Linked DNA regions of Sus scrofa: regions 1, 3 and 4 are each linked to region 2. A link is a contact called in public HiChIP or PLAC-seq data. All regions are on one chromosome and are shown on one strand. The core of a region is the stretch at or near the end of the contact, and the rest is flanking DNA. Distances in the headings are between cores, read along the strand shown.

Region 1 (2,700 bases), core at 157-2,656, 67 kb after region 2:
CGCCAGATCGTTAACCCACTGAGCAAGGGCAGGGACCGAACCCGCAACCTAGTCGGATTCGTTAACCACTGTGCCACGACGGGAACTCCTCTTTGCTTTTCTTTTTGACTGCACCTGTGGCATGTGAAAGTTCCCAGGCTAGGGGTTGAATCGGAGCTGCAGCTACAGGCCCGTGCCACAGCCATAGCAACACCAGATCTGAGGCTAATCTGAGATCCACACACAGCTTTCAGCCAGATCCTTAATCCACTGAGGGAAGCCAGCAATCGAACCCACATCCTCAGGGAGAGTATGAAGGATTCTTAACCTACTAAGCCACAGTGGGAACTCCTGTTACTTCTTAAGTCCTTTACTGCATAAATACCCACTAGTGTCTACTGGTAGGAGAATGGCTGGTTCTCACTCTGCATTTGGCAGGAGGGACTCTATTGCTACAGAAGCTCAGGCAATGACAAGATAGTCCAAGTTCCTCAGGTTCTAATTTTCACCATGACAACACTAACCAGGAATTTACAGACTTAAAAAGCTAAAATCACTGGAATTAATAAAGAGCTCTTTAAATGTTCCACTGGGCTACTTCTATGACAAAATCAAAATTTTATAAAAGATCATGTGACAGAATAAGTTAAGTAGCATTATTTTTACATTCTATAAAAGTATTCGCATTAAGGTGATACCTTACCTTCACTTTAGAGTTGAAGAAATTGAGACATTTCCTTCAGACGCTTTCCTAAGAGCACTCAGTAGTTTCACAGCAGACCCAAGACTCTAATGAGGTCACTGATATTTCCAAAATATACTCCAATTCACTCAATGAATAAAAGCTTAAGCGCGAGAGAATTCAGCAAACACCAGTTCTTGGAGCTGCAACTGCGCAGCTTGAGGATGTGACCAGATCGTCAATTGGGATTCTCTGACTTCTTTTCCCTACCCTTTTTTCGGTAAGCTTTTCCCACCCACCCATTCACTCAAGGGCTAAACTGTTTCAATTTACACAGAGCCCAAGGATGCCCATGGCGCTGCTTTCTACTTGGTGGAGCATTTCAGAAGGTAAGGAAAGCCCTCCCTTGGCACCTCTCACCCCATGCTGGGGACAAGAAACAATGCCCGTGCCAAGATGGGCCAGTTTAGCTCACCCGTGATTTCCTTCGCCCGTCCACAGCGCCTTCCGAACCGTACCACCACCTCTGAGGTGCCCATGGCGCTCTCAGGTTGGAAAGGCGATTCCTTGCGAAAACTCAGCGGACTCCAGGCTGCGGAGTGTTTATCTCAACCGCCCAGTTGCTTAGCAACGCCGCCGGAAGTGACGACAGCCTCCGAAGCTTGGAAGGAAAGCGCCGCAATCAACCGGGGCGGGATGGAGGCGCGGGTGGCTGAAGAAGGGAGGCTGCGCCTGCGCGGCAGTCAAATCCAGGCGTGCGAGTGGAGCAGCCGGAGCTGGCGGGCAAGGGAGCCAGCCTGAAGGCAGGATCAGCGGGAGCGGCTCCGAGGGCAGAACAGTTGCTTTTCCCTGGCCTGGGTCAGTGAGGAGCCCTGGGGACTCCGCCTGCCCCGGCGTGGTGCTCCCATCGGCATCCGACGTGCGCCTCACGGGAAAGGACACCAGACTAGGTCCCTGCCCCTACCTTCCAGGTACCCGGCAGGTGTGTGGGAGAGCGAGGCCTTCTCGGGGGTGGAAGGTGAAGGGCAATCCCTCCTCTCAACTGTAGAAACCCAGGCATTAATTGACAGAAAATCAGTTTTAAGTACTCTGTTTTTAGAGATATGATCTGGGCTAGATAGGGTTTAGTTTGTTGTTGTTGTTGTTTGGGAGGTTTTTTGTTTTTGTTTTTCGTCTTTTTAGGGCCGTACCCGCGGCTATGGAAGTTCCCAGGCTAGGGGTCTAATCCGAGCTGCAGCTGCCGGCCTACACCACAGCCACAGAAACTCCCGGCCACATTTGTGACCTACAGCACAATCACGGAAAGGCCAGATCCTTTAACCCACTGAGCAAGGCCGGGGATCGAACATGCGTCCTGGTGGATACTAGTCGGGTTCATTAGTGTTGAGCCAAGAGGGGAACTTCCTATTTGTTTGTTTTTTTAAGGAATGTTAAAACTTAGATGTTGTTCCAGAATATTTGTTAGGACTATTTATTTATTTATTTATTTATTTATTTATTTATTTATTTATCTTTTTGCCATTTCTAGGGCCGCTCCTACGGCATATGGATGTTCCCAGGCTAGGGGTTGAATCGGAGCTGTAGCCGCCGGCCTACGCCACAGCCAAAGCAACTCGGGATCCGAGCTTCGTCTGCAACCTACACCACAGCTCAGGGCAATGCCGGATCCTTAACCCACTGAGCAAAGCCAGGGATGAACCAACAACCTCATGGTTCCTAGTCAGATTCGTTAACCAGTGAGCCACAATGGGAACTCCTGTTAGGACCTTTAAGATATTTTTAATTGCTTGATAAATACAATATAGTAAATTGAATGTGTTGTGGGGAGGGGAGGGGAGGAGTCAATCACCCTCTAAGGATGCAGAAACCTGTTAAGAGTGGATACGGGCTTGGTTTCACAAGATGCTTTTCTAGCACATATAAGTACAAATGATTTCATTACAAGGTAGTTGGCTATGACACTACACATTAGGCATCAAATTGAAATTGCTCAAAATAAAGAGAGGTAAGATCTTTAATCAGTGGAGTTCTTTTTTTTT
Region 2 (2,942 bases), core at 148-2,647:
AAATTGATCGGGACCCTTAAGTGTACACCTGCCAAGCTGTTGTTGGTAATTACTAATTTACCTAACGAAAATGAGTGAAAATTTTAAGCGATTATAACTTATGTTCTTTTCATACAATAATACAATCTAAGACTTCTTAGGGTGGTTCCTTTAAAAGACACCCACCTTCTATCTCCAGATTGCCAGACTGGATTGCCCGATTGATTGCCTTGATTGCCGATGACTTCACCAAAAAGCAGGGGGAATTAATTCTAACATAATCTAGAGATTCTTAATCTCTTAAAACGTTAAATAACAGTAGGTGTCCTACTTCCCCTAAAGAACATTGGATTTGGAGTCAGACGTGCTTTGGTATTTAAGAACGGTGTACCAGGGAGGGAGGCACTTATCCTCACTGAACTTCAATTTCTTTACCCACTAAAACAATGATAAACTATATATAGGGACTGCAGGTTGGATCCCTGGTCTCATTCAGTGGGGTAAGGATCCGGTGCTGCCACTTGCTGCACAGGTCACAAACGTGGCTCCAACCCTATATTGTGGTGGCTGTGGCAGAGGCCTCAGCTACAGATGCCATTCGACCTTTGGCTTGGGAACTTCCATATGCAGCAAACAAAAACAACAACAAAACAATAACAAAGAGGTCCAATGCCCTTTGTAATTTTCTTCTTTCCTCATGTAGTGTTTTGTTCACTTCCGTGTTTTTTTTTCCCCCTTTTTGGCCACACCCCCGAACGCAGAAGTTCCTTGGCCAGGGGCGGAACCTGGTCCACAGCAGCAACTCAAGCGCAGCAGTGACCATGCCAGGTCCTTAACCTGCAGAGCCACAGAGGAACTCCTCACTTTTTCTTTTCGTTTGTTTGTTTTCTTTTTAGGGCCTCAGTGCCACATGTGGAAGTTCTCAGGCTAGGGGTCAAATGTGAGCTACAGCTGCCGGCCTAGAACACAGCCACAGCAAAGTGCCAGATCCTAGACACACCTGCGACCTACACAGCAGGTATTGGCAACTCCCCATCCTTAACCCAGTGAGCGCAGCCAGGGATAGAACCCGCATCCTCATGGATGCTAGTGGGGTTCTTTTCTGCTGAGCCACAGCGGGAACTCCCAGTTCTGTTTTTTAAGACTTGTGTCATAGCCATTAACTGGAAGCTGACCTGGAAGCTTCTAGGGTCTCCTTCCCATACCCTGGCAGAGGATCAATAAATGTTAATTAAAAGAGGCACTTCATTTCACCAACGAGGTGAACAATGATTGGTTACAAACATTCCCAGTCAGCTTACAAATAAAGCTTTAAGCTACCGATACACCAGGAATTTAACAAGCACCAAAATCCAAGAACTCTAGGGAGGGGGAGGTGACGCAGGCAAGGGATCACCAGGAGACGCGGTCCGCCGAGCCATGACGTACTTCCGGCGCGACGCTTTCCCTCCACGCCGGGACTAGGTGGTGGGGGGAGGGAGGCGGTTAGTGGGCTTTAGCGCCTTTTCTGGAGGCGGTAGATTTGAAGCGCTTTAAAGAACCTGACCCCGGGAAGAGGAGACCATACTGGTGCAAGTAGGTGGCTGCGGGCCCATATTGTTTCGGTGGCGTCCTTTGCAGCAGTTCTGGCGTACGAGAGCGGGAAGGGCCCGAGGAGGGGCGGAGCCGCCGCGGTAGGCCCGGGTGGATTTAACTGTCTTCCCCTCGAGGTATCGGGGCTGCCAGGCTCCAGCAGAAGCCCTTAAGGACTGTGGCGGGGGCTTTGCAGCTGTTGGGGCTGGAGGAGGTTTCCAGCCGCGCCTCTAGGGCCTGGAAAACGGCCCTCCTCCTGCCAGCCCCCGCCCTCTCGGCTCGGGCTCACACCTCCCTCCCTGACGCATTTTGCCGCACAAGCTATAATATGGCGGCAGCGACGGCGGCCTGAACTCTAGGGAGCCAGGGTGATTTTGATGCTTCATAATCGTAAGACTAAGCACGGATGCGGGGTAGGAGGGAGGATAGGTGGGGAAGCGGGAGGCGTTACCTGCCATCTTGTCAGATTAGGGTTGGAGAGTGGCAGGCGAGGAGCCTGGATCACAGGGGTTAAGATTAGACTGAAGACAGGCTTTTCCCCTACTCCGACCTTTTCCTCTCACAGCGGCTATCCTGCGTGGTGAAGTAGCACAGGCCACTTAGTTAAGCATTCTCCTGTTTCTCAAATCCAGGATGTTCCCTTCTCATCCCAGAGCTGACTCCAAGTTCTCCCACGTTTCTGAGGAGCTGTGAGCAGCGCAGGCCTTTCAGGCGATAATTACTCTTTAGGAGGAAAGCGATGGCTTAGAAGCTCCATATGCCTTGGAGGAAGTGTGAGAATTTGGCTCATCTTTAGTCTTTTAATGTGCTTAATCGAGGTCTGCGGGAATGGAGAACTTTCGGTCATTTTGGAAATGTAATAGAAGCACCATTTTGTGCAGTGATTTCAATTTCTTCCTATAACAATACTTTATGCAGGGCCAAGTTTTAGCAATAGTGATCATAAATAAGTCCAAGGAACAATTTAATGTTGTGGAAATTAGGCTGTTGTTAATTTTCAGTAGCTAAAACCGGATAGAAAAGTATGTGAGTGTGTCTGTTTTATTACCATTTGGCAAAGAAGGGCCAGTAGTTTCCCGGTTTGTAACGATGAAGAGGGGGTGTGTAAAACATTTTTTAAATGGAGGCGTAAAGGTACAGATATCTAGAATGGCTGTTTCTCTCATTCGTATTTTTTGTGTATCTGAAAATTTCTCCGTTTAATCTCCCCCCCTTTAAAAATTGTTAACCCTTTGAGATGAGATTATTCCTATGAAAAAATTAACGTACTTCTGCTTTAAACAGAGCTCATTTTACATTGTTTAACGTTTTATGATTCAGGATTATTGATACTCTAAGGTCTTAATGGGCCTTGTAGTAGGAGGCTGTGGTTTTTTTTTTAATTTTGTTTA
Region 3 (2,802 bases), core at 66-2,565, 90 kb before region 2:
TTATAGCATCAGCTCAGACGCCAAGATTTCATCATCTAAATCATTTATATCTGAGCAAATGAGGCTCCTGACTGTATTAAGAGCAGTTCCTTGAAGCACGATGCCCCTTGATGACCTGTGAAACTAAAGAGACTGATGATCCCAACATTCCCATCATTCAATGGTGGGACAGACACAGGACAACATTAGAGACATTCCAGTTAAAAAGTGGGGAAATGGAAGGTACAAATGAGTCACTGGCATATAAAAATTCTGACATCCATTCTGGCAAATGTTGGACTTTTATTAAATTTTAAGATCTGGGAATTAATCTTTCATGGCTCTTAGCTATGCCCTCTAGGCTCTTGCTTCTTTCCTCAGAATCATCTTTCCTTTTTCTTTTCTTTCTTTCTTTCTTTTTTTTTTTTTTTTTCCCTTTTTCGGGTTGCACCTGCAACATATGGAAGTTCATGGGCTAGGGGTCAAATCAGAGCTGCAGCTGAAGCCCACACCACAGCCATGGCAAGACTGGATCTGAGTCGCATCTGTGACTTATGCTGCAGCTTAAGGTAATACTAGATCTTTAACCCACTGAGCGAGGCCAGGGATTGAACCTGCATCCTCATTGATACTAGTAGGGTTCATTACCAATGAGGCACAGTGTGAACTCCCCATCTTTCCTTTTTCATGAAATGTAGTATATGTTTGCAGGTAACTTTATCAGCCTGCTTCCTACCAGTAGAATTTTGCTGGATTTAATAACCTCTGCCGTTTGTTAAAGTAGCACAACACTCCTGATACCAATATCTGTCTTAGATTTTTTTTATTTCTTTTTTTTTTTTTTTGTCATATTGCAGCATATGGACTTCTCTGGCCAGGGATCAGATCCAAGTCATAAACGGGGCAAGGCCAGGACCTTTGATCCCAGCTAAGGATCAAACCTGCATCCAAGCGCTCCAAAGACACTGCCTATCCAGTTGCACCACAGCAGGAATGCTCATCTTAGTTTTCTATTGCAGTATTTAACAAATGACCACATCTTAAAACAACAGACATTTTTTATCTGCGTTTCTATAGATCAGAAATCCAAGCATGACTTACCTGGGTTTTTTGCTTAGGGATACAAACTGGCTGCAATCCAGATATTTCCTGGGGCTAAAGCTTCATCAGAAGTTTTAATGGGGAAAAGATCTGGTTCCAACCTCATTCAGGTTGTTGGCAGATTTCAGGTCCTTGCACCTATACAACATGAGGCCACTGGAGTAAAGGAGGTCTCACAGCAGCTGGCTTCTTCAAGGAAAACAAGAGAGTCTCTCTTGCTCAGTCAGCTGAGATCCAGTCTTCTATAACATAGTATAAAGGAGGGAAGGATATTCCATCACTTTTACATCCCATCATCCTTTTTATATATTATTGGCTAGATGCAAGTCACAGGTTCTGCTCACATCCAAGGGCAGGGGACTATACAAGGGCATGACTCACTGGGGGCCACTTTAGTATGTGTCCACCACATGTTCCTTTGTCTCAGTTACACTCTTCAACCTGAGAAAAACTCCTCATGCCTTTCATATTAGTAGTATCCCATCTTTGGCACAGAGACTGATACACAGGAGCACCAGAGAAATTAAAGCTGCAATTATCAAGCTTTTTATCTCAGGACCCCTTCATGCTGAAAGAGCTTTTGTTTATATAGGCTATACCTACTGATATCTATTGAGCTATTTAAAAATTCACCGAATTCATTAAAAAGTAAAAATAACCTCACTATAAATGAACATGTTATATTTTCACATATTTTTCAAAAAATCTGTGAGGAGAGTAAGATTGCTTTACATTTTTGCAAATCTTTCTAATGTCCAGCTTACTGTTAAGACAGCTGTCTTCTCATTTCTCTTCCACAATCAATTCCACATCATATGGCCTCTGAAAAACTCCTCTGTATTGTATATGCAAAGATTGAGAGTTAAAAAGGCAAATAATGTTATTATGAATACACTGTGACCTTGTCAGCACCCTGCAAGGATCTTGAGGACCTCCTGGAATTCTCGGATCACACCTGGAACCACTGGTTTAAAGTGTCCCAAGCTGAGGAAAGGACGGCACTTTGATTCATTCAAAAAGTACTCATTGAGTGCCTACTCTGTGCTGGGCTCTGCTCGAAGGGAACTAGCTCCAGCAGGCCCCGTCCTCGGGGCACTTAGTAGAAGAAAGCTTAACGACCGCTTCAGTTCACTTCTGAGGGGAGACTTGAGTGATAAAGGACCGCCATGCAGAGATCTGGAGAAACAAGAGTTCCAGACAGAGAAAGAGGCCTCTGAGTCCAGCCGGGGTGGAGAGTGGGCAAAAGGCGCGAGGACTCCAAAAGGTGGGCTGGGCCAGTTGAGGAATTTAGTTTTAAGTCTAAATCTTAGCAGCAAGGAGAGATGTAGGGAATGAGTGGGGCAGCATAAGGAGGCGTGCCAGGAGGCGAGGAAGGTCGCTCATAAGTCAAGCACCCGCTCCTGAGAGCTGGCCAGCTACGCTTCCCTGAGTCGCACAATCTTGCCGAAAGCCTCAAATCGGCTTTACCAGTCGACTAGGGCCGGAAAGCGCGCAGACTACCTGGAGGAATTTTGGGCCTCGGCACCCCCCGTAGACGTCGTGACCGAGGTGGCTCCGTTGCCTTGGTACCGGCGAGACGCCGCTCGGCCTCCACCTCTGCGGACATCATGTCGGTGTTGGACGCGCTTTGGGAGGACCGGGATGTCCGCTTCGATGTGTCCGCACAGTGAGTCGCCAAGATTCCCCAGAGGCCTGGGACCTGTAGAGGGCGCCGCTGCGCGC
Region 4 (2,891 bases), core at 316-2,815, 65 kb before region 2:
AGGAATATTGTTTCAGTAGTTTTTCAAACAAAAGAGACTAAAATTGCTGATTAATAAGGAATAACCTCAAATGTCACATCATGGTGTTTGCATATGACTCGTTAATCTTTTCAAATGTTAGGTGTTACGTGTAAAGAGAAATGAGTCATTTATTGTTTTAACAAGGGAGCAGCTGTTAGTTTTTTTCTACTGTGTTAAAACCTTTAGTGGCATCTATATATGGAAACGAGTCAATGAGCTCTTCTCTCAGCTGTTGGTTTAGCAGCTGACAGTACCATTGACTTCACCGTGATGTAAAATAAGAGAAAAAACCTTTACTCTTGGATGGAGACCTTGAAGTTTAAAAATACATAATTCCCTGATTGGGAGTGGAATTCATTTGACAAATATTTATGGAGCACCCAAGAAGCCCTGTGGCTGTAGTGCTGAACAAAACAAAGGTCCCCCAAATCCCTGTCTTTATAGAGCTTATATTCTTTTGAGCATGTTTAACCTTTGAAACTACAGTGTTTCTACAGCCCCACTGCGTTATGACAGTATAATTTTGTGATAAAATAATTCATGAAGATGTATTGATTTTTTTCAAATAATGCCTTCTGCATCCCTTGGTTGATATGGTGTCCTATTCCAGTCAACAAATTACAGCTCTAGTTCTATATATATATTTTTTATTCATGTGTAAGTCCTCCTGTTTTTCAAGTTATATCGGTGAGGTAGCACTTTGTTCTGATTTTGCTATGTTCTGTTGATAGCATTGTTCTCATGGGGTTATATCTGTTCCGTTTTACTTTTTATTTAATTAAAGATCAACACTTAAAACCACAGTGATCATATTTTATGTGTGTATACCTTCAGTATAAAGGAACTTTTGTCAAATCATTAAGATTAGCCACAGGAGCTAATTTTTCTTTTTTCTTTCCCTAGTGTTAGCTTTTAACCTTTTTTTTTTTTTTTTTCTGGTCTTGATTCCTTTTAACTTTTGCCTTTAATTTGCTTGTTTTATTCTTATTATTATTTGCCACATCAAGTACTTTGTAGAGCAGGGCCAGGTGTGAACAAATTAGATAATTTTACAATTTAACTCAATACTAATTATAGTTTTTCCGCCTGAGAATAAAGATAATTTAGAATGTCTTAGAAAATTAGCAGTTTCCCTGCATTTATTTCAATCATGATGGGGAGTATTATTCTAAAGTTTAAAAAAAAAAACTGTAATTAGAGTAACTAAGTAGAAGTTTTATGTTTCCTACATCTAAAAGAAAATTACATATCCCACTGTTTTAGGTAGAAAATAAAAATTTGTGTGTAACAGTTATTGGAAAGTTATGAGTATCCAAATGAACTCACCTCATATTCTTGACCTTTGCATCATTAATTCAGATAGCCAAGTAGTTTGCCACTAGACCATTTTTAGCGGACTGACTCATTTTTATGATTCAGTTTTCTGTTAGTTCAATAAGCATTTTCTTGTGGTAGCCTTTAATAGCATACCTCCTAATACCTTATGTATTTTAAAGCTTTCCACCTCATTTAAATCTCTTGTTTCTTAGCTGTTTCCTTAGTGATTAAAAGTTCCAGTTGTGCCTTTCAATCTGTAACAGCTGCAAGAACAACTCTTCTTTCCAAACCAGCTCTCTCTCCTAAATTCCCGTTGTTAGAGTTGGTATCTATATTTAGCTGGTGGGATTAAATTGCAAAGGCTTCAAGCTGGGCAAAGCACACTGATCTGCCTTTTTACTGCTAGACCTGTGTGCTGTGAGGAGCTAAGGCCTTAGTGTCCCCTTCCTTACCCAGGTTACTCACAAAATGGATTCCCAGCGGGAACTCGCAGAGGAACTGCGGCTTTATCAATCCACCCTGCTTCAGGATGGTCTAAAAGATCTCCTGGATGAGAAAAAATTCATCGATTGCACCCTAAAAGCAGGTGACAAAAGTCTTCCTTGCCACAGATTGATTTTGTCAGCGTGTAGTCCTTACTTTCGTGAGTATTTTTTATCTGAAATTGATGAGGCGAAAAAGAAGGAGGTAGTTCTAGATAATGTGGATCCTGCTGTACTGGATTTAATCATTAAATACCTATACTCTGCCACTATTGATCTCAACGATGGAAATGTGCAAGATATCTTTGCCTTGGCCAGCCGCTTTCAGATCCCCTCGGTGTTCACCGTCTGTGTTTCTTATCTTCAGAAAAGACTTGCTCCTGGTAACTGTCTAGCTATCCTAAGATTAGGACTTCTTCTCGACTGCCCAAGACTTGCCATCTCCGCTCGTGAATTTGTGTCTGATCGCTTTGTACAGATTTGTAAGGAAGAGGACTTTATGCAGTTGTCTCCACAGGAGCTGATCTCAGTCATTTCCAATGACAGCCTAAATGTAGAAAAGGAAGAAGCAGTCTTTGAGGCAGTGATGAAATGGGTGCGAACAGACAAAGAAAACAGGGTTAAAAACCTTAGCGAAGTGTTTGATTGTATCCGTTTTCGCCTCATGACAGAAAAATATTTTAAAGATCATGTTGAGAAAGATGACATAATTAAAAGCAACCCAGAACTCCAGAAAAAAATCAAAGTTCTCAAAGATGCCTTCGCAGGCAAACTCCCAGAACCCAGCAAAAACACAGAGAAGGCTGGGGCTGGTGAGGTGAATGGTGATGTTGGTGATGAAGATTTACTTCCTGGTTACCTGAATGACATTCCCAGGCATGGAATGTTTGTCAAAGACCTCATCCTCTTGGTTAATGACACAGCTGCGGTGGCTTACGATCCCACGGAAAATGAATGCTACCTTACTGCCCTGGCTGAGCAGATCCCTAGAAATCATTCCAGCATCGTCACCCAACAAAATCAGGTATATGTGGTCGGAGGACTATATGTGGATGAAGAAAATAAAGATCA

What was found. HiChIP or PLAC-seq counts read pairs in DNA pulled down with a chosen protein or histone mark.
Region 1: a contact with region 2 is called in an H3K27ac HiChIP or PLAC-seq map of alveolar macrophages. The contact joins the promoter of PHOSPHO2 here to the promoter of PPIG in region 2. A contact is called at or near these places in 1 of 5 promoter capture datasets (fetal liver), 9 of 47 Hi-C or Micro-C datasets (epiblast stem cells, fibroblasts, heart right ventricle and 3 more) and 2 of 2 datasets of contacts at active chromatin or transcription factors (alveolar macrophages and skeletal muscle).
Region 3: an H3K27ac HiChIP or PLAC-seq map of skeletal muscle shows a contact between it and region 2. The contact joins the promoter of BBS5 here to the promoter of PPIG in region 2. A contact is called at or near these places in 7 of 47 Hi-C or Micro-C datasets (embryonic fibroblasts, fetal heart ventricle, heart right ventricle and 2 more) and 1 of 2 datasets of contacts at active chromatin or transcription factors (skeletal muscle).
Region 4: an H3K27ac HiChIP or PLAC-seq map of skeletal muscle shows a contact between it and region 2. The contact joins the promoter of KLHL41 here to the promoter of PPIG in region 2. A contact is called at or near these places in 2 of 47 Hi-C or Micro-C datasets (heart right ventricle and skeletal muscle) and 1 of 2 datasets of contacts at active chromatin or transcription factors (skeletal muscle).

Annotation. Positions count from the first base shown.
Region 1 is chr15:76,005,869-76,008,568 of Sscrofa11.1, forward strand. It overlaps PHOSPHO2 (phosphatase, orphan 2), which reads left to right and starts at 1,407. Exons shown (of 3, transcript NM_001243373.1): 1 at 1,407-1,632. CCDC173 (coiled-coil domain-containing protein 173) reads right to left here and starts at 1,324. Exons shown (of 9, transcript XM_003133469.5): 1 at 1,137-1,324. The coding sequence starts at 1,200.
Region 2 is chr15:75,939,000-75,941,941 of Sscrofa11.1, forward strand. It overlaps PPIG (peptidyl-prolyl cis-trans isomerase G), which reads left to right and starts at 1,398. Exons shown (of 14, transcript XM_021076269.1): 1 at 1,398-1,554.
Region 3 is chr15:75,849,545-75,852,346 of Sscrofa11.1, forward strand. BBS5 (Bardet-Biedl syndrome 5 protein) reads left to right here and starts at 1,316. Exons shown (of 11, transcript XM_005671912.3): 1 at 1,316-2,746. The coding sequence starts at 2,688. It overlaps LOC110257198 (a long non-coding RNA gene), which reads right to left and starts at 2,735. Exons shown (of 2, transcript XR_002339480.1): 1 at 2,581-2,735; 2 at 810-1,322.
Region 4 is chr15:75,874,129-75,877,019 of Sscrofa11.1, forward strand. KLHL41 (kelch-like protein 41) reads left to right here and starts at 1,566. Exons shown (of 6, transcript XM_003359548.5): 1 at 1,566-2,891. The coding sequence starts at 1,807. It overlaps BBS5 (Bardet-Biedl syndrome 5 protein), which reads left to right. Exons shown (of 11, transcript XM_005671912.3): 11 at 1-822.